2 separate regions of the Capsicum annuum genome follow, and region 2 is linked to region 1. Evidence: chromatin contacts called from public Hi-C data. All regions are on one chromosome and are shown on one strand. Each heading gives the region's core, a stretch centred on a gene start, on an enhancer-like site or on the middle of the called end of the contact. The rest is flanking DNA. Distances are from core to core; before and after follow the strand shown.

Region 1 (4,368 bases), core at 495-2,994:
GGGGAATTAACCAATTCAGATCTAACGTTAGCATTTTGTAATACGGATGTCTCACCAATATTTTCATCATCTTCGTCTAAATTAACTGCATCTACTTCATTTTCTTCTTCTATACCGTAATTTTTCTGAGTTTCTACATAATTCATATCGTGGGCACCTACACCTAATGGTACACCTACTTCTTCCTCAAAAGGTTAACTAAGCAGTGCCGGAGGCACATAAACATATCTACTACTTGAAGTATCTCTACTGCTAGTAATTCATTTTTTACTATCACTACCACTTTTGGGACAATTTTTTTTAACACCTTTAGTAGCGAGTTTCTTAATTTATCCATAATATAAATTAAACAAAAAAATTTCAAAATAAACAGATATAATAAAATTAAATATTCAATAATTAATACACTAAATAAAAATTAAACGTAATAGATGGAACGACAATACCAAATTTTGAAAGTATCCGAAGGTTGCGACTTTAGAAACTTTCACTCGTACTTTGTAATCACAAAATTAAAAAATTAAAGTGAACACTTTAGGAAATTAAATATATAGAATATTTGAGAATTGAGAATTGAGATTTGAGAGAATGAAAAATTGTGTGGAAAATGATTTGAAAGTGTAGGGTATTTATAGGAACTTTTTTGGGTTTTAAAAAATAATTTAATTGATATTTTTTGTATTTTTTTAAAATAAAAAGGGAATTTTAGCCGTTTTGGTTCCCAACGGCTATATTACCGTTGGGCCCAACGGCTATAATGAGCCAACGACTATTTTTTCAGAAATTTCATTTTTTTTTAAATTTTTTTTCTTAACCGGACCGAGCTGATTAACCGACGGACCTGAATTGATTTTGATCCGAACCGGGTTAATCGGGCAAAAAAAAATTAACCCAACCCGATACCTGATACCCTATAGCCCGTGGATTGATCGGACCAGATCAAATCAAACTGAGCTGATATGGTGGGCCGGCTTGAGCCAGTTCGGACCGGGTCAAACCGGCCCGATAGACAAGTATATCTCTAAGTAAGAAAATAAATGGAGAGTTTCTTTCCTAAGTTTAACAATATTGCTAGCCTTTTACCGTCCCACAATTAGAGAATTCTAAGATTAGATAAGTCACTATAGAAGTATTTTTATTACAAAATCTACGAAAATGCGATATTTTAATACTTTTTAAATATGTAAATTGACAAACACAAAACATAATAAATTCATATAATCATATCATACTATGACTTTGTAGAGAAAAAATATTAATTAAATTATTCAAAGTAAGAAAATTAATATATCTTCATAAGGAAAGAGCACTCAAATTAATTAATTTATAACAAACTCTAGTATTAATTAGAGTCTAAAAATAGCTATTGAGATTCATATAACTAACTCAAAACTTATTATAGAAAATATTGATTCCTACTCAAACCAAGGAGAAAATTAAGCGTAATTATTGTAATTAACATAAATAATCAAAATAGAATAATGTTCCACGTGGCAGCTTATCATCGAGCCACCGTAGCTGATATAATTTCAAGAAGATAATAATGCTCCGGTAAGGCCACTGGGATAAAGTTCCATGTTCCGCGGCTCAAAATTCCATTTCCGTGTCTGTCGGTGAAGTCCCAATAATTGTAATTTTGCATAACTCCTAAGGGCATTATCAACAATTGACAATATCAATCAATCACTACAAGCAACAGCTCTTTTATAGCCTCTCACTCTCTGTTTGTACTGTATTGTTTGATTTGATATTGAAATAGAAAAAAAATATTTTAAAATTTATTCTTTAAAATAATTATATGTATTTTAAATCATGATGTTAAGAGTTAAATTGATATTTTAAATTTAAATTATTATTGAATATTAGAAATACGACAACATATAGTAGTACATTTTATCCAGTAAGCTCTTTAATATTTTCACTAACAACTTTTTGTACCGTAGTTGGGATCCTCTTCTTCCTCATTTTTCATTGTCCATATCTTGTCATTTTCTTTCTTCTACTTTGTCTCTCCTCATTCAGCTGCTGCATAAAAACTTTGACAACCTTGGTGTTTTTTTTTTTCGAACTATTTCCACTACATTAGCTTTTTCACTACATTTTTAGTGAAAAGAAGTCCCAATTGGCCTAGGCCTACTTATTTTCTTGTTAAAGGAATTGGGCATTTCTTGATTTCTTTTTATTTTTCAGAAACTTAAATGTAAAAAAGTTTCTCTTTTTTACCTAGTAGGTGAGGCTTTTCAAGATTCTTGGTGGGTTTGTACAGTTCTAGCTGTTGGCTTTTTGTTGGTTGGTTCTGCTCTTTTTCAAAGATTTGGGGGGAAATCGTCATTTTTCTCATTCTTGGTTGGGTTGTATAGTTGTGGTGTTGGGTTTTGGTGGGTTGGTGCGAACATTTACAATATGTTTTCTTGTAAGATGTCTGAGAAAGCTGGAAATGTTGGGTGGGTTATGAGGTCTAACAACCCCAAAGTTCAATGGTGGTTTAAGATACTGACAATGGGTGTTTTTCTTGGAATCTTGATTGTGTGGGGGATTGATGGTGTCACTGTGGGTAGTTTCCAGAGAGATTTTGTTTTGTTGAAGGCGAATAGTAGTTCAGGAGAGTTTAGACCTAGCTTTAAAGATTTCAGCTTTACCAATATTTCTCTTAGACCTCATTCTGTAATTGCTCTCCAGAATTTGAACCAAGATTTTCCACGAAAAAATCTGGCTCCTAAAGTTGAACCTCAACCGATAAATTTGACCGAAAGTCAAGGTGATGCCACTGATTTTAGCCTTGAAATGGTGTCAGATTTGACCCCAAGAGTTGTTAGGTGGATTTCAGCTGAATTAGAGGCAAACTTTTCAGCAAATCTACTTACTAAGTGGTTGGCTCCTGGTGGAGAGCCATGTAGGGAATCAAGAACTGTGGATGTAAAAATCCCTGCTTTGGATGGTCGTGAGAACATTGAGTTGTCAACTGGGGATATTCATGAGTTTGTTTTTCATGCATTGGATGCTTCTGGGAAGCCTCATTGTTTGGGTGGTGATTATTTCGAAACTGATATTGCTGGTGAAACATGGAAGTCTAGGCCGCCAATTAAAGATTTAGGCAATGGTACTTACCAGTTTTCCCTGCAAGTTCATCCTGATTTTTCTGGGGATTATAACCTCACGATTATCTTACTCTTTCGACATCATGAAGGCTTGAAGTTTTCGCCTGAAAGATTTGCATTTGACAAGGTTTTGCGCGTGATCCCAGTCAAATTCTCCAAGTCCTCCATTGATTTACCTGAAATATCTCAGTGCAAGAAGTCAGATCTTATTAGAGATGTTTGGTCTGGTCGATGGACTCGTCATGCCAAGAATGATAGCTGTTCAATTAGCAATGATGGGCGATACAGATGCCAAGAACCAAATTTTCCATGCCAAAAACCATGGTGTGATGGTCCACTAGGGTCCTTGGAAAGCAATGGTTGGGTGTATTCAACACATTGTTCATTCAAGATGTTCTCAAGTGAAGAAGCATGGAATTGTTTGAAGGATCGCTGGATTTTCTGGTGGGGCGATTCGAATCACTGTGACACAGTGAGAAACATCCTCAATTTCATTTTAGATGTGAATGATATAAAGGACGTTCCAAGGAGAGTTGATTTGAACATCAGCAACCCAAGGAATCCATCACAAACAATTCGATTTACGAACATTTTCAATGGGCATCATAACCAGACAGGCAATTATCAAGGCTTGAATTCATTGAAAGATGCTGACTATAGAGAACTTTTGAAAGGGTACTTCTCTGGACATGTTGTTCCAGACACTATTATCATGAATTCGGGGTTACATGATGGAGTGTATTGGCCTAATATTAGGCATTTCATTGAAGGCGCCGACTATGCTGCTTCATTCTGGGCTGAGGTACTTAATGGGGTAAAGCAGAGAGGAGTGAGACCGCCTGAAGTCATATATAGGACCACAATAACCACCGGCGGATATGCTAGACGATTAGCATTCAATCCAAATAAAATGGAGGCTTTCAATGGGGTAGTCTTGGATAAGTTTAGGGCATATGGTTTAGTTGATCGCATCATTGATGATTTTGACATGACTTATCCATGGCACTACGACAACCGATGCAACGACGGGGTGCATTATGGCCGTGCTCCGGCCAAGCTGAAGTGGAGGGATGGCCAGATTGGGCACCAATACTTTGTAGACATTATGCTTGGTCACGTGCTGGTCAATGCGTTATGTGCAAGATAGAAGGTGGCAAGTTACCTTCTGAGTCCTGAGATGCAGCCAACTTCAAGCAATGGATGGTGCATTTCAAGCTTGGCTGCTAGAATTTTGCAAGAGGAGGAAGTTTGGTGATATTCTTGATCTTAC
Region 2 (4,368 bases), core at 1,127-3,626, 83 kb before region 1:
GTATACGTACTAAAATATGTTAAAAATGTATACCTATAAAAAGATCATTACCCATTTTGAACCCACTGACGCTAGATCCTGACTTCACCTTTCCATGTGATGGAGGTCTGGTTAACTGAATAACAAGTTGGTTTACATGTTTGGACTCAAGTGTTTGCGTACCCTTTTCTACGATGGCTGCCTTCCTAATAACTGTATGTTTGACAGATATCACTCACTTTGCGCATACAATGGTGAGGATGACTTGTTTAGTTCCGACTTCAGTGATGACCAGCTGAAGCAGAAACTTGGGCACATGTCCAACACTCCTTGTCAGGTAGGAGACCAAGTCCATTCAAGTTTCGACAGCTATTTTTTCATCTATAGTTTCTATGTAGAGGTGTGTCCAAGCCATGTAACTTTTTTTTTTTTTTGAGAACTGCATGGCAAAATAAAATGGACATTTTTAATTTCCTAGAACTAGCTTTAGTAGTTGGAGTTGCTGCCATGTGACCAGGAGGTCACGTGTTTAAGCCTTGGAAATAGCCTCTGGCAGAAATGCAAAGTAAGACTGTGTAAAATACACCCTTCTGGTGGGGCCCTTCCTCGGACACCGCACATAGCGGTAGCTTTAGTGCACGTAGTTTGTAACATCCCACCCCCCACCCTGTGTCATTGTTCACTTGGGACCTAAGAATCTCCATCAATTTACAAGGATAACATGGCAGTGTTCTGATTCGCGCCTGCTCTCTGCAGGTTATATTTTCCATGGGTGATGAGTACATTCCAGATTATGTTGACAAGAAAGCATTGGTTGATAGGCAAGCACAAAAACCTTGCTAAAAATCCTTTACAGTTTGTGATTATAGTGATGTCAGTGATGCTCTTCCACCGACACTTTCGATGCGTTCTTGTTCTTATTCATGCGTCCTCAAGGTTACTTGACCATAGTTCTTGTGTATGCATTTTCAAACTTGTGCAGATTGTGCAGAGCAATGGGTGGTGCTGAAAAAGTTGAAATTGAGTATGGGAACCATTCTTTATCGAACAGAGTCGTAGAAGCTGTTGAAGCTATAATGAGCTTTGTTAAACGAGAAGGTCCAAGCGGGTGGGATGATCCATGGAACTAAATGCTTGATCCTGCAACTTCAATGAATTACTTTTGCCTTTCATATTCTTTATTTCCATGTAACCTATCATTTATATGTACACTGCTGGTAGATGGGCGTACAAATATTTTTTTACCAAGTGAAATGGTAGTCTAGAACAACATATCGTCCTTCCATTCTTTGTTTTTTCATGAGTTTTGTAATTTACTCTGCAAGATTAGAAATTAGCAGTGGGAATTGAATATCTGTCTCCCTTTTATTTGAATCATTGATCTTTTATCTGAAAGCAGGAGACATGCCGTAGAGGCGAATGTAACATTTTGGCTATAGATTCATTTGAACCCATATGTTTCTACGTGAAATATGGTTATATATATAAACCCTTACTAAAATGTCAATAAATATAGAACATGTTTCTAGGGAGTAGCATATGGAATTGCCAAATTGGTTGTTTCATGTGGAGTACGGAATGTCGGTAAGAACCAAACATGTTACTGGGAGATACATCCTAGGTTTCATGTGAGGTAGAGATAATGTTATGGATCTAAATATTTCATAGTAAAAACGGGTTCTTATTTGTATATAAGTATATAATTTTATATTAAATTAATTTGGATAAAATTTTAACGTTAGCATTCTTAAAGGACCCGAGAAGGGAAATTTGGAGGATGACATCTTTGTCATTTGATTACTTTATCTACAGATTATTATCCTACATTAAAAACAATATAAAAATAAGTATCAAAAATTGTGATATGAAAAATATTTGAATTAAATATACTTAAATAAAAGATTAAAATCAAACATGAAATTAAATACTTTTTATATGCCCGATAGACAATGATAAAAGTAGACGAAATTCTACTGCATTATTGTGGAAAGATTCTTAGTGGGAAGATTGTGGATAATTAACTTACCATATGCTGTTGACTGAGAAGATTTTAGTGTGATGGGTAAAAAAATTAAAATAAATTGCGTTAGGTTCATAAATTAGATGTGAAAATTGAAATTGTGGGAAGATTCAATTTTGACAACTATATAAATTCAATTGAAAACAAAAGTGAAATGAAAAGGTAATAAAAGATTTTGGGGATATTAGACTTTTTCTACTGAAAATTAGTGCTTATTTTCACACATATTTATTGAATCAATGGGAAAAAAAATTCTCACTTTCCAATGGGCTGATAGAAAAAAATCTCCATTTCTAATAATTAGAGGATCGTTGACAAGATTAGTAGTGATTGGCGGGGGAGCTAGCGGCGGATCTATCAAGGCCCGTGGGGTGGCACGCCACCCTCAAACTTTGACGGAAATTCTCTCTATATATAGCTATATATATATATAGAGAGAGAGAGACTGATATAGTAAAATATTAAATTTGCCAATCCACAATACCAAAGCACTATTTATTGCAAGTGGCAAAGCGCCACTTTTCTGGGTCAGGGTCGTGGGTTTGATCTCGGTCCGCAGCACATCAATTTAAAAATAAAATTTGTTAAACATTGTTCATTAAAATAGGGCAACAGGTGTCGTAAATGTATGGGTCATAGGTCGTGGGTTTGATCTCGATCCGCAACACATCAATTTAAAAAAAAAATTGTTAAACATTGTTCATTAAAATAGGGCAACATGCGTCGTAAATGTACCAGTTGACAATTTTACTTATATAAATTATACTAGTTGACTAAAATGTATAATTAATAGTATTATTTTTTTACTTTGTTTATTTATTTAATTATTAAAAAGGTATAATTCAATCTCTCTCATCAAAATTTAAAAAAAAAATTATTTCCACATCATCAAACATCGACCTTTCTCTATGTACTTGAGGGTAGCTACCCGCTGCTGCTTGCTGTCGCCGACCGATTTTTTATCGTCGTCGGCAAAAGTTTAAGTTGTCATTTTATTACTGTTCTTTTTTTTCTTAATTAATTGGTTGGTTAATTATCCTATAAATTGAAAAAAATAAATAATCTGATTAATTTAATCGATAAGTTTACTTGGCACCCGAAGAGTCAAAATCCTGAATCCGCATCTGGGATCTAGGGTGGTCATGTAGACGGCTTTGTCCTTTTTCTCATCACCAATATAATGCTGCGACAAATGACAATTATAATATAATACGCAGAATTTTAAAATATATTAATATAGAATGATATTAAATATTGTATCTATTATTGCCAAGTGGAATGCAAAACAGGAGAGATACGAATTCAAAGTTCAGCAAAAAAATTATACTAATGAAGTAAGTGATTTCTTCTCGTTTTCTAAACTATGTCGTGCAAGAAAATAAATATCAAGTAATGATATCACTCCATAATCGACATGTTGGAAAATTGTGATTTGACTCAAATGTTATTGTTAATAAAGCAACGTATTAAGGTTATAGAGACTTTATTCTACATGTTTGGTCCGCAAGAATTTTACTTTTTATGTTTCAACTTTAACCTAATATTTTATTTTGTCACTTTATAAGGCATTTTGGTCATCCGAGGGCACTGTAGAGTTGATAAATTCCGTATTAATAATACTACTTTTCTTTTATATTGAGTAATACTTATTCCCTTCGTTTCAAAATAGTTGATCCTCTTATTATAAATATTTCATTCCATAAATCAGATTGATAAAAGTACCATATGAAATCTTCGATTTTTCCCCTTCCTCGATCCCTATCCCATAGGTACAGTGTTTGAATCAATACAGAACCCTTTCTTCTGTATGAATCGATATTATTGCATTTCAAATTCTTCCCGATACCTCCCAAGGAAAATCTCGAATTTGGATCCCAAATTGACGGGTTAGTGTGAGCTTATCCATGCGGTTATGCACTCTTTGAATAGGAATTCATTTTTTAATTGTTCCATTTATGAAATTAATAAAATTTTACGATATTCTTCCAACATTGTGCCTATCATTAAATAACTAAACGAAGTATGTATACTCAAAACATAATTAATAAAACTAATTTGATAAAATAATTTTTTAATAAATATTTTCTTAAGAAAAGTTTAAAGTCAACAAAGGTCAACTATTTTTAAACAGGGGTAGTATTTTATTAATGTTAGTGTAATATACCACAAATTACATAGTTACAGTTGAAATAATAAAATGAATAAAAATTGAAGAAAAAAAGATAATCTTCTTTTTGGCTGAGGCATGGATATTTCGCTCTCTTTAAAGAGATTCAAGTCCACTGCGACATAATCTACACCGATCCAACAGTATATCTCGTGACTTGTCCCCTCCAGAATACAACAGTCCATCAACGATGTACAGCTCA

Evidence for each region. A called contact is a pair of places that touch in the nucleus more often than the background predicts.
Region 2: a contact with region 1 is called in a Hi-C map of leaf, with 2.0 times the contacts expected there. The contact joins the enhancer-like site here to the promoter of LOC107841444 in region 1. A contact is called at or near these places in 2 of 5 Hi-C or Micro-C datasets (leaf and placenta).

Annotation. Positions count from the first base shown.
Region 1 is chr1:172,396,298-172,400,665 of UCD10Xv1.1, reverse strand. LOC107841444 reads left to right here and starts at 1,744. Exons shown (of 1, transcript XM_016685359.2): 1 at 1,744-4,368. The coding sequence starts at 2,404. The coding sequence ends at 4,245.
Region 2 is chr1:172,480,394-172,484,761 of UCD10Xv1.1, reverse strand. LOC107841424 (UPF0613 protein PB24D3.06c) reads left to right here. Exons shown (of 9, transcript XM_016685350.2): 7 at 208-316; 8 at 736-800; 9 at 962-1,450. The coding sequence ends at 1,109. Among protein-coding and RNA genes, the nearest start is that of LOC107841424, 18 kb to the left of the region's middle. Within about 2 kb of position 2,376, at least 3 of the 5 cell types and tissues checked have an H3K27ac peak or open chromatin away from gene starts, as enhancers often do. A contact at or near this core is called in leaf, where this site is marked.